Linked DNA regions of Mus musculus: region 2 is linked to region 1. A link is a contact called in public Hi-C data. All regions are on one chromosome and are shown on one strand. The core of a region is the stretch at or near the end of the contact, and the rest is flanking DNA. Distances in the headings are between cores, read along the strand shown. Region 1 overlaps Dab1 (disabled 1). Region 2 has its middle 4.5 kb from the start of Gm40216.

What was found. A called contact is a pair of places that touch in the nucleus more often than the background predicts.
Region 2: a contact with region 1 is called in a Hi-C map of cortical neurons. The contact joins two enhancer-like sites. A contact is called at or near these places in 1 of 39 promoter capture datasets (hippocampal neurons) and 1 of 484 Hi-C or Micro-C datasets (cortical neurons).

The regions. Positions count from the first base shown.
Region 1 is chr4:104,041,964-104,047,440 of GRCm38.p6, reverse strand. The region is part of intron 2 of Dab1 (disabled 1); the gene reads right to left. Among named protein-coding and RNA genes, the nearest start is that of Gm36661, 18 kb to the right of the region's middle. Within about 2 kb of position 3,785, at least 11 of the 459 cell types and tissues checked have an H3K27ac peak or open chromatin away from gene starts, as enhancers often do. A contact at or near this core is called in cortical neurons, where this site is marked.
Region 2 is chr4:104,891,984-104,897,162 of GRCm38.p6, reverse strand. It overlaps a transcript of Fyb2 not described here. Among named protein-coding and RNA genes, the nearest start is that of Gm40216, 4.5 kb to the right of the region's middle. Within about 2 kb of position 3,367, at least 11 of the 459 cell types and tissues checked have an H3K27ac peak or open chromatin away from gene starts, as enhancers often do. A contact at or near this core is called in cortical neurons, where this site is marked.

The DNA.
Region 1 (5,477 bases), core at 2,536-5,035:
CCAATGGGCCTCTCTTTCCAGTGATGGCCGACTAGGCCATCTTTTGATACATATGCAGCTAGAGTCAAGAGCTCTGGGGTACTGGTTAGTTCATAATGTTGTTGCACCTACAGGGTTGCAGATCTCTTTAGCTCCTTGGATACTTTCTCTAGCTCCTCCATTGGGGACCCTGTGATCCATCCAATAGTTGACTGTGAGCATCCAGTTCTGTGTTTGCTAGGCCCCGGCATAGTCTCACAAAAGACAGCTATATCACGGTCCTTGCAACAAACGCTTGCTAATGCTTTGGAATGATGTAAGCGCCCCCAATTATATTGCAAAGGTACTGTGTGCCACCTGTTAATGGCAATAGTTAGGATGTTCCGGATGTGTCTGCATCTGAGACTCTTTCTGGGAAAGGTTAGACATATGCCTTGTAGCTGCTGAAACTGCTTCTTTGTCATTAATGAGCTAAAGAAAGGCTTTGCTGGGCAGAAGAGGGATCTAAGTCTCAGAGCTTCTTGCTCATCTGCAATCCCCATTACAAGCTCTATCCAGATGTCTATGAAGACTGGGCTATTCCACCTTTACCAAGCACAGAGACTGGACAACAGCTGAGCCACTTTCCATACTTCTTGCCTGGTGGCTAGTCTCCCACATTTTTTACCAATGGTTAATTATGGAATAGGAAGAAAAAGGCCTTGAGGTTAAAAAAAAGTATCTGTAATTAAGTGGGTATTATTATGTCACAGAAGGAAATCATGGCGCCATCTCAGACCTCACATAGTGGTCACCCAAACTGGAGCCATTGGGACTCTGAACACTGGAGGTTTCCATGTCCATCTCTCCCATTTTAAAATGTGCACATCATGCCAACCACCGGTTAGTAATAGTTTAACTCACTGATACCAAATGCCAGTCTTCACTGTATATAACATAAACATTTAAGGTAAGCATGAAATCATAATAAGAAGAAAGCAAAAATATAAGAGCAATGAAATCAGTTGGAATTGATTTGAGAGAATTTGATAAGCATTTGTCAAACCAAAACTGATTTCTAACTAGCATGAGGCACACTGTGAATTCATCATTGTGCTCAAAATTTTTTCAACAAATGACTCTTCACTCTGCATGCAAATAAATAGTATTTTATATCTTTCAATATGCCTACAGTATTTTTGTAGCTTTAAAAATGGAATATTTAATCCTAGCACGCAGGAGGCAGTGGTAGGTGGATCTCTAGAAGATGAAGCCATCCTGGTCTACATAGTGAGTTGTAAGACAGTCAGGAATATATAATGAAACCCTGTATAAAAAAAATAAAAGTTAAAAAAGAACAGATATTCACATTGCAAAATATACAGAAATTTTTCATAGTTTGAAAAGTAGGAAAATAAAAAAATACCATATTCCCAACACCACCCACTTTAAAACTTTCTTCTTTGTTTCTCTCCAATTTTTTGTTCTATGCATATTTTATCTACTTGGAATCACACAGTGTATACACTTTTGTTACCGTAGTTATTTTTTAAAATTCTCCTTATAATCCCACATTATTATGTTGCTTTTATTGCTGAATAATTTCCCATCTTATATTCATAAACATTTCCCCTGGTTACAAACTGCTGGAATGAAAAAAAAAAGTTCTTTATTTAGGCAACTCCAATTTAAACCACTTAACGAATCTAGCATTATGTGCAGTGAAATGCGATGTCAGAGAAAAGGTTTCTGAAGCCTCCTCTTCATCCAGAATGAGACAGGCATACCAATAATGATTATATAGAAACACATTTGGTACTCAGAACTCTGCTAAGGCTTTCTATACTTGATTTCTTGACCCATAATAAAAATCCTACAAAATGGGATCATTCCCCTTTAATAGATGGAGAAACTGAGACCCATGGGAAAAAGCCATTTAAGTAAATCACACCATTCACTAAATAGCTGAGAAGAGACTTAAGCATAGCCTTTTATTTTAACATCATTCCAAGGGTTTTTAAATTTTGTCTGGTGCTGAGGACCAACAGAGGAACCTTTGCTAGCATGCTAGGTATGTTCTCTGTTAAGTCAGCTACTCTCTAGCTGGATCGGAAAACTTGAACCCAAGGTGACATGGACTAGCTCACCATGAAGAGTCAACATAGTCAGTTACAAAGATGGAGAAAGCAAAGGGAAAAGCAGACAGAGTGGTTTGGTGATGGTGTAGCTGCAGAAATCACGTATATTAATTAGATTAATAGATTAGTTGTTAATAATTGCTTAATTATAATTAGTATAATATACATCAATTAATAAGTACTTATTATTGATAAAGTTAATAGATAATTTTGTCTCTTCAAGTCAGAAAGATACCTGAGTGGATGGGCAGAAATCTGAAGTACCAATATGATAAGGAAAGTTATTGTTTTATGTTTTTAAGGATTATACCTTAGTAAGGCATAGTTTGGGTTCAAAGGTCTTCAGAGCACAATTGTTCCTTATTAAGTCTGTAGTGATTTCAATGAAGTGTCCCCCATAGCCTCAAGTATCTGAACAGTAGGGCCCCGTTGGTTTGGGGTTGAGAGTACAGACCACTGAGGAGGTGGAGTCTTGTTGCAGGAGTCTGGAGAGTTTCCAGCCTCGCCCACTTTAAATTGTCCTCTAGGCTGCCTGCCACAAAATGTGATCTTTCAGCTTTCTGCTATAGCTGCCCTGCTTCTCCCACCATCTCTCCCTCAGAGACATGAGCAAAAATGTACTCTTTGTTCTTTAAGTGGTATTTCCTCATAGCAATGAAAAGTAAGTAACATTGCTGCTGCGGAGATTCTTAGAAGGGTTAGGTAAACAATAGGTTCAAAAAGGCAAGTACTTAACTTTCAGTGTTCGAGAAATTTGAAAACTGTTAAGTTACTGATTCTATGGGCCCCAGAAGGATTGTAATGGAATCTGTCTTATAGATGAGGTAGCAATCTGCAGCACTAATTCACAACTAATATGATGTAGAATGTCACTGCTTTGTTTTGTTAATTAACTGCCTAGTCAAATCCTACTAGGATAATTCTTCATGCACTTCAGGTCCTCTTTTTCTGTTCATCTAGAAAACAGGTGAAAGGCAGAGGATGGATCTTAACTCCAGAGAATCCGAGCCAGGGAAAGCCCCCAATCCATCCTTCACATTGCTCCATATTTTAAGATGAAGCACATGGGAACAGGGGTTAGGTGACCAGGACAAAGACACAGCCTAGCTAGCGATACAGCGCACAATGGAGCTTGAAGCTCACATGCAGGGCTCGCATCTTACTCCACTCTTCCCATAAGGTCTCCCCAAGCTCCGCTCCTTTTCTTTACTAACCAGGATGCCTACAATTTTGCAAACACCTTCCAAAAAGATTGGAATTCAACTGGGTAATTTCCTAGCAGTTGTGTTATTGTGTGTGCCAATATTCAACACGTTCAATCACCATGCACAGCTTCCTGAACCTCCTCTCTGGCTCAATATTAATAAGTACATAAAGATTTTGGTTTGCTTTTTTAGAGGGGGATGAGTGAAAAACAAAAGGTTTTTATCCTACAAGCTTTACCTATTCCCCAGAAGGTCATTGTTTTGAAGTTATACACATTGAATGCCTAATGTTGTACTGTTACTCAAAATTGGCTGCTACTGCCTTCTTAATGACAGTGGTAATTGGGTGTATGTAACTAGAAGTCATTACAATAAATAGATTGATTTTAGTTCCAGGCCTGAACATCACTGTCTGCAGTCAGGCTTATAAACAGTGTGGGGATGGAGGGATGGGGGAGTGGGGGTAGGGAATATTCTGGATCGCTGAAGCAAATCATTCAACATGAATGGTTGAGAACAGCCAGTTCCCTTGCTGTAAGCTGGTCTGGGCATCATCTCAATATTGTGACAGCCCCTTCTAGGACTTGAGTTTCTTTTAAGAGCTCTTATGTAACTTCACCGTTCAGCAAGTATTTTTTTTTTTTAAATAGTTGATATGGACACATGTCAAATACTGTGCCAATACAGATACTATCCAAAGCTGATATTAATTGGGGCTTTTTGGGTGCCAAGCTTAAGCACTGTGTTTTGAAGGCTTTGTGATTTTATTTATTTATTTATGTATTTATTTATTGCCTAAATTTATTTGCATGTATCTGTTTGTGTTTATGTCCTTGGAGGACAAAGATTGATGTTGGGTGCCTTTCTCAATTGCTCTCTTCCTTATTTTTGGAGACAATGTCCCTTATAGAGCCTGAGCTTACCTACTGAGGTAAGCTGGCAGGACAGTGAATTCTAGTGATCACATTGATCTTTGATGCCCCAGGGCTGGGATCAGAGATGTATTACCACACCTGGCTTTTCACATAGGTGTAGTAGGGGGTTCAAACTCATATCATGCCAATCAGATGAGAATTTTACCAGGTGAGACATCATGCCAGTACTCCCAATCCTTTTTTCACTTTATATATATATCATATAGCCAGGGCTATATCTATATACCTATAGTACTCATATAGACAGGGTCTCTCTCTCTCTCTCTCTCTCTCTCTCTCTCTATCTATCTATCTATCTATATATATGTTTTGAGACAGGGTGTCACTGTTTACAGTAGATAGTTTTGACACAGGGTCACACTGTATAGCTTTGGCTATATGAGTACTGTAGATTAAATATATATGTGTGTGTATATAATAAAACATATGTATTATATATATATATATATATATATATATATATATATATATATATATATATATATATATATATAATATTATAGGTCTACCTAACTGCCTCCCAAGTGTTGGGACAAAGAGTATGTGCAAACCTATCTAGGTAGCCTTCTTATACTTTTTATTTTGAAACAGGTTCTGCCAAAATTGCTTAGCCTGGCCTTAATCTTAGTCTATAGCTCAAGCTGACCTTGAACATGTGGTCCTCATGCTTTAGCGTATGAGATTACTGGCCTATGCCACAAGGCCTAGCTTAAAAGCTTTATTTTAAATTTGTCCTCAATAACATTTCATAAGTGCTTTCATCATCTCTAAGCATAGAGGTGGAAGCTTATCAAAATTACTTTCTCCAGGGTCAAAAATTAGGTTTCTCAAGGCCATATGGCTAATAAATCACAAAAATCTAACCTGGTTTAAGTTTTCTCTATGTGCTTGCCATTGTTTAACATGGATCACCAAGTCCTCATACTATGAGGCAGGTATCATTACAGCCATACAGATGAGGAGATGGAAGATGAACCTGAACCTGCAATGATGTCAGTGCTGGGGTGCCGGGTGGGAAGCGCCTTCAGCCCAGAATCCCACACTGCTGTGTACCCTTTCCCTCACTGTGGTGTTGTGAGCCTGTGGCAACAAATCCGCTATCCGAACAGTGGGAAGTGACTGGATGCACAGGAAGGAGGTACAGACAAAATATCATTACCATCTCCTCAGCAAGCCCTTCTATATACTTACGTAAGAAATTCTCAAAAACAATAAAAAAAAATCACAAAACATGGACAGAT
Region 2 (5,179 bases), core at 2,118-4,617, 850 kb before region 1:
TCTTCTATTAAGAAAGCATCCTTAAAACATTCTTTCTAAAATGTGTGATCTCATTCTTCTTGGTCTGGGTTTAAGAGAGCTTGATCCCGCCCCTGGCTTCAGATTTGAGTCCTAATTGGTTTAGAAGTGAGCAGGGCATCTAAGCCAGTCTATTAGGAGGAATCACAGGATTCAAGGCGCCTGGGAGGGGTTTCTCCTGCTTTCAAAACAGGTTAAGACTATGTAACAGCTTCTGGGGAGTCAAATTAGAAAGACACTGTGAGTGGATTAAATTGCCCCAAGGCTTAATCTACATTGGACCTGCCTGACTTTGGGAACCTGCTTTTGATTACTTATTGAAGCAAGGCATTCCTTTTCTTGTAACAGAAATCCTGGGTGAAAACCAAAACATGATTTCAGAATTCATCATTGCCAATAGAAGACACAATAGACAGTACACTTGCATTTCCTGAGCTTGGATACATTATAAATGTTTCTCATACATTGTTTCATTGACTTTCCTACACTAATGTAAGTTCTGGCTGAGAAAACTGGGGCTGGGATGACTTGACTCACTTTGATGGTGGGGATATCTGTCCCTTCTGGCTGCCATTCAGAGCTCTCTTCTTCCTTGGAGACTCGGCACTTTTGAGTGTGCTCTCCCTTAGGCCAGTTTCTGAGAATCTGGCGGTTCTTCCAGGCCAGTGTTCAGTAAGAGATGAACTCACTACCCTGGAGTAACTGTGGAAATCAGTAAAGAAGAAAGGGACCATTGCTGAGTTGGAGAAGCAAAATAGAGGGGGCTATCAGGGTACAAGTAATGGGGAAAACAGGGAATGAGGGGCTCTAATTATGGAAGGGGAAAGATAAATACAAAAGATAGCGGGTAAAGTAGCTCTAAGGATGTCAGAAAAACTCATCATACTATTAACTATCTACCTAAGAATACCTACAATACAAGTAAGTCTGTGTATAAATATACATATATAGTTTGAAGGAAAATTTATCAGCTCTGCTGACAATTCTTCTTCCTAGGGTCAAAGTCATCTAACAAAACCCCAACACTAGGCATGAGAAGTCCTCTTCTGAGTTGCTGGTCAGAGTTGTCCAAGTAACTTTCAAAACATTACAGGTTGTTGCTACTGCTCTTCATTGCACCCCCAGAGGTGGAAGATAGTAAGTCTCTATTGCTAAAACCACCATGCATTTCAGACCTAGTGCTGAAAGAGTCTTGAGCTGAGTTAGTCCTCCCTGAGGACTAACTTTCCTGGCACCGGAAGCTGCCATGCAAGCTTCTAAGGATGGAGTAAACCAACAGTCTTACCCAGCTATGACATTTATGAACCACAGCAACCACCACCATGGTTTGCTGTCTCTAAGAGTGTGGTAGTGGTAATGCGTAACTAGGTGGTCACCAGGAACACTCTAATTGGACTTAAGATGTATTCAACAAGAAGGAAATTGTGTACAGTACTAAAAACCTAACCAACTACCCAGGGCTAGTGAAGTCATGGATCTTGGAGGAAAGCCTTTAACTGCTATTTTACTAAACTAGCATAATTCTTAACTACGTTATAATGTTGGTCCTTCTATTCACAGATGAGTGTAGCTTTCATCTCTCATCAAGGAAACTTCTCTTTCAATAAATAGAGAACATTACAGAAAACCACAACCAATCAAAGCATACTGTTGTGGGACCTAGTCCCAATGAATACATCTATGACATAACTCCCACACCCAAGGCTCAGAGATCACTGAGGAAGAGGGAACCAAAAGACTAGAAGAGCCAGGGGGATAGGGAGTTTGCTGTGATATTGTGTCTTCCAGGAATATCAGAAACCACAGCCACGAAGTCTCAGCAACACAGTTGCCTAAGCACGAGCTGAGAAAGGACAACAGTAGGCATGGCAAAGTGGACAGGAGGAAGAGAGAGGCCTCAGCCTGAAAGGAAGAACCAGAGGCAACTAAGCAGTGCTGAGAGAGGAAGAAACTGTCTTCCCCAGGGAAGAACACATGGATTGGTCATGCAATTCCAAATGGCCAGCCCTGAAAACATATATACAAGAAGCATTTACAGACTGCATTTATGCATTTATGTATATGTATATGTACATTCATATAAATATATAAACGTGTATATGTATGTATATTTGTGTCTGCTTGTAGAAGATGATAATTAATAAAAAAAAGATACTGTGAATTTGAAAGAGAGCAAGGAAGGGTATAGGGGAGGGTTTGGAGGGACGAAGATGTGGAGAGAATGATATCAATTGTAACATAATCTCAAAAAATGAAAAGAAATACTTTTCAAACAAGAGATGACTCCACTTTGCTCCTGTGATATCTTGGAATATTCCGTTGGCATTTGTGTGAACACAGAGACAGTGGGAGCCGTCACCAGGTGCTTGAGGGTTAGGCCAGGAAGTGCCGCAGCTAGCTTTTCAGCCCACTGTCTGGAACTGCTACTTGGGTCTCTAGTTACCTGCAAGGAAGGCAGGGCATCACAGTCTCTCCAGAGAAAGGCAGTGTGTGTATCTGCTATTGCAGTGGAGGGCGTCCCAGGATCCTGCCTCTGACCCACGGTTCTGAGACTCCCGTCCATCTCTCCACTGCACTCTCTCCGCGCACACAGTCACGAGTCATCCCTTCAATATCTTGTCCCTGTGATTCTCTGACAGCCAGCTTGCATTTCACTCCTCCGTATTTTCTAAAGCAAAGAAGAAACTCCCAGCTTTCCTGACATTTGATAGAACCAGGAAAGCTCTTACTACCTCCGAGACGTTCAGCCTGATAATGTATATGAGGAATAGATCATTTACTTACGCTCAAAGCAGATAGACTTTCTAAGGAGAAGTACTCTGTAATGCAGACATGGCTGGGAAGAATAAATCAAATCTTTCTGTGTACTTAGGGGAAAAGGAATTATTCAAATGTAGCCTACAGCTTCAGGTCCATTTATGGAGCCTGCAATCCTAAATAGTGACCACCAGGGGGAGCGCTAGGCCCATCTCTACACGGGTTCTATTTTTAGAGGCTGATACTTGCCTCAAGGAAGAAACCAAAGAAATAAGACTATAATACTTTTTTTTTTTTTTAAATCGGACCAACTTATAAATTATTTGTGAGTCCAATAAAAGGCAATTATCAACATTTCCTACTATTTCAAGAGTAATATATTCTATGTTAGAAAAAGATTCAATTTATTCCTTGGCTATGATTCAGATGACAGAAAATTGGAGGCAACCGAACCAAAAGACTGTTCTCCTGTGTAAATGTGTCTTTAAAACCCAAATCAGATGCTTAGGAGAGTGCTTGCTATAACGTAAGGCACCATTGTCTTCAAAGTTCCCCTGTCCTCTCTCCAGTCACTTGGACAAGCTGTGCCCTTGCTAGGTAGAGGTAATGATGTAACAGGGCGCCGTGGACAAAACACCGTCTGTGGCATTTTCTGGACACAGGGTGCAAGCAGCCTCTGAGGAACAGAGAGATTTGAAGCATGAAGCCTGGGGGAAGGGTGGATTGCAGACATGTAACAGACTCCCAGGACCCTAGGGGTCAAGTTAGGGGCCCAGAATCAAGGACAAGAGGACAGTTCTACAAGGAAATCCCCGGCATAAGGTCTGCTGCAAAGCCATGCAGTAAGGGAAGCACTGCAAAAAGAATTGGAACCTTGCCTTTCTGCGGCAATGAAACTGAGATTTTGGGCAAATGATCTTCAGGCTGCTCATAGCAGCTCTCTCACAGATTGGGCATAAATATGAGATGAGCTAAGTGGTGTGTGTGTGTGTGTGTATCTGTGTGTGTGTGTATATCTGTGTGTGTGTGTATCTGTGTCTGTGTGTGTGTGTGTGTCTCTCTGTGTGTGTGTGTATCTGTGTCTGTGTGTGTCTGTGTGTATCCGTGTCTGTGTGTATCTGTGTGTGTGTGTTTGTGTATATCTGTGTGTGTCTGTGTGTGTGTGTGTCTGTGTGTGTATCTGTGTCTGTGTGTATCCGTGTCTGTGTATGTTTTTGTGTGGCCATCACAGGTAGTCAACAAATACCCACTGTCTTCCTGGAAAAGGACTTGCATTTTCCTAAATACAGTTACAAATACGTTGGACCTCTGTATTTTCACAGATTCTGAGTCTGTGGTTTAGGCACTCAGACTTTGCTTTGAAGTCCTAAATGGGTGGGTGACGGTGGACCCATCTGGGCATGAGGCTCAACTCCTAAATCCCTTGGCTCTAAAGGAGGCCTGCTGTTAGAGGTGTTAGAATTTAGATGAATGGTGAAGAAAGGTCAAGACAGTGGGAACGAGAGCCTACAGCGATCTCTCACCCAGCCGCATGGACTAGCAGGAGGTACTTCCCTTGGCCTTGTGGGAAGCAGACCACATGGACCGAGGAAGATGAGCCGCTAGACCAACCTCAATGTCTGTCCACCTCGAATCCTTATATTGGGCCTAATCCTCAGTGTGCTTGTGTTTGGAAGGAGACCTTTGATAAGGTCAGAGCCATCCTGGATCCAACTGATGTCCACCTCCTGTCCCCCATGACAACAGCAAGAAGCCAGCTGGCTGTGACGTAGAAAGTGATTTCTGCTCAGACCCATGCCTACCTGTGCCTTGATTGCTTGGTCTCTAGAATGGTGGGGAAGAAAGGTTTTCTTCGGTAAGTCGTCTAGTCTGTGGCATTCTGTCACAGAGGCCCAGATAGACTAAACAAGCTAGAATCAAAGGAACTTGGAGGTAAGAAGCGCTAGGCGTGGTTGGCAGACATGTTGCAAATGTCCAGAGGTCAAGGGTGTCAAGGCAGCGGTCCAGAATGAAGGAAAGGGGGCTAGGTGGACAGGAAGGCCATCACGCAAGGTTTGCTATGAGGTTCCACACAGGAGCAGCACATGTTTTACTGAGTAGGCAGGAGCAGCACACATGTCACAGAGTGGGCTGACCGCACCACTCTTCTGGCTCTTAGTTGTCCATGTGATTGCTATGTGACCATGTTCCATCCTCTGACATCATATTCACCTCAGCAGCTTGTTCTCAACTTCCTCCCCCGCCTTCCTGCCTTCCTTAGGCCTTCTCTGTGCTCCGGAAGGCTGAGCTACAGGGAACCGTGGCCAGGGTGGTGCTGGCACGTTCTAGTTGTGAAGTTCTAGTGTGAGGTCCCAAGGTGAGGCAAGATGGTCACAGCATCTCTCCTGCCTCCCCCTATTGTGCT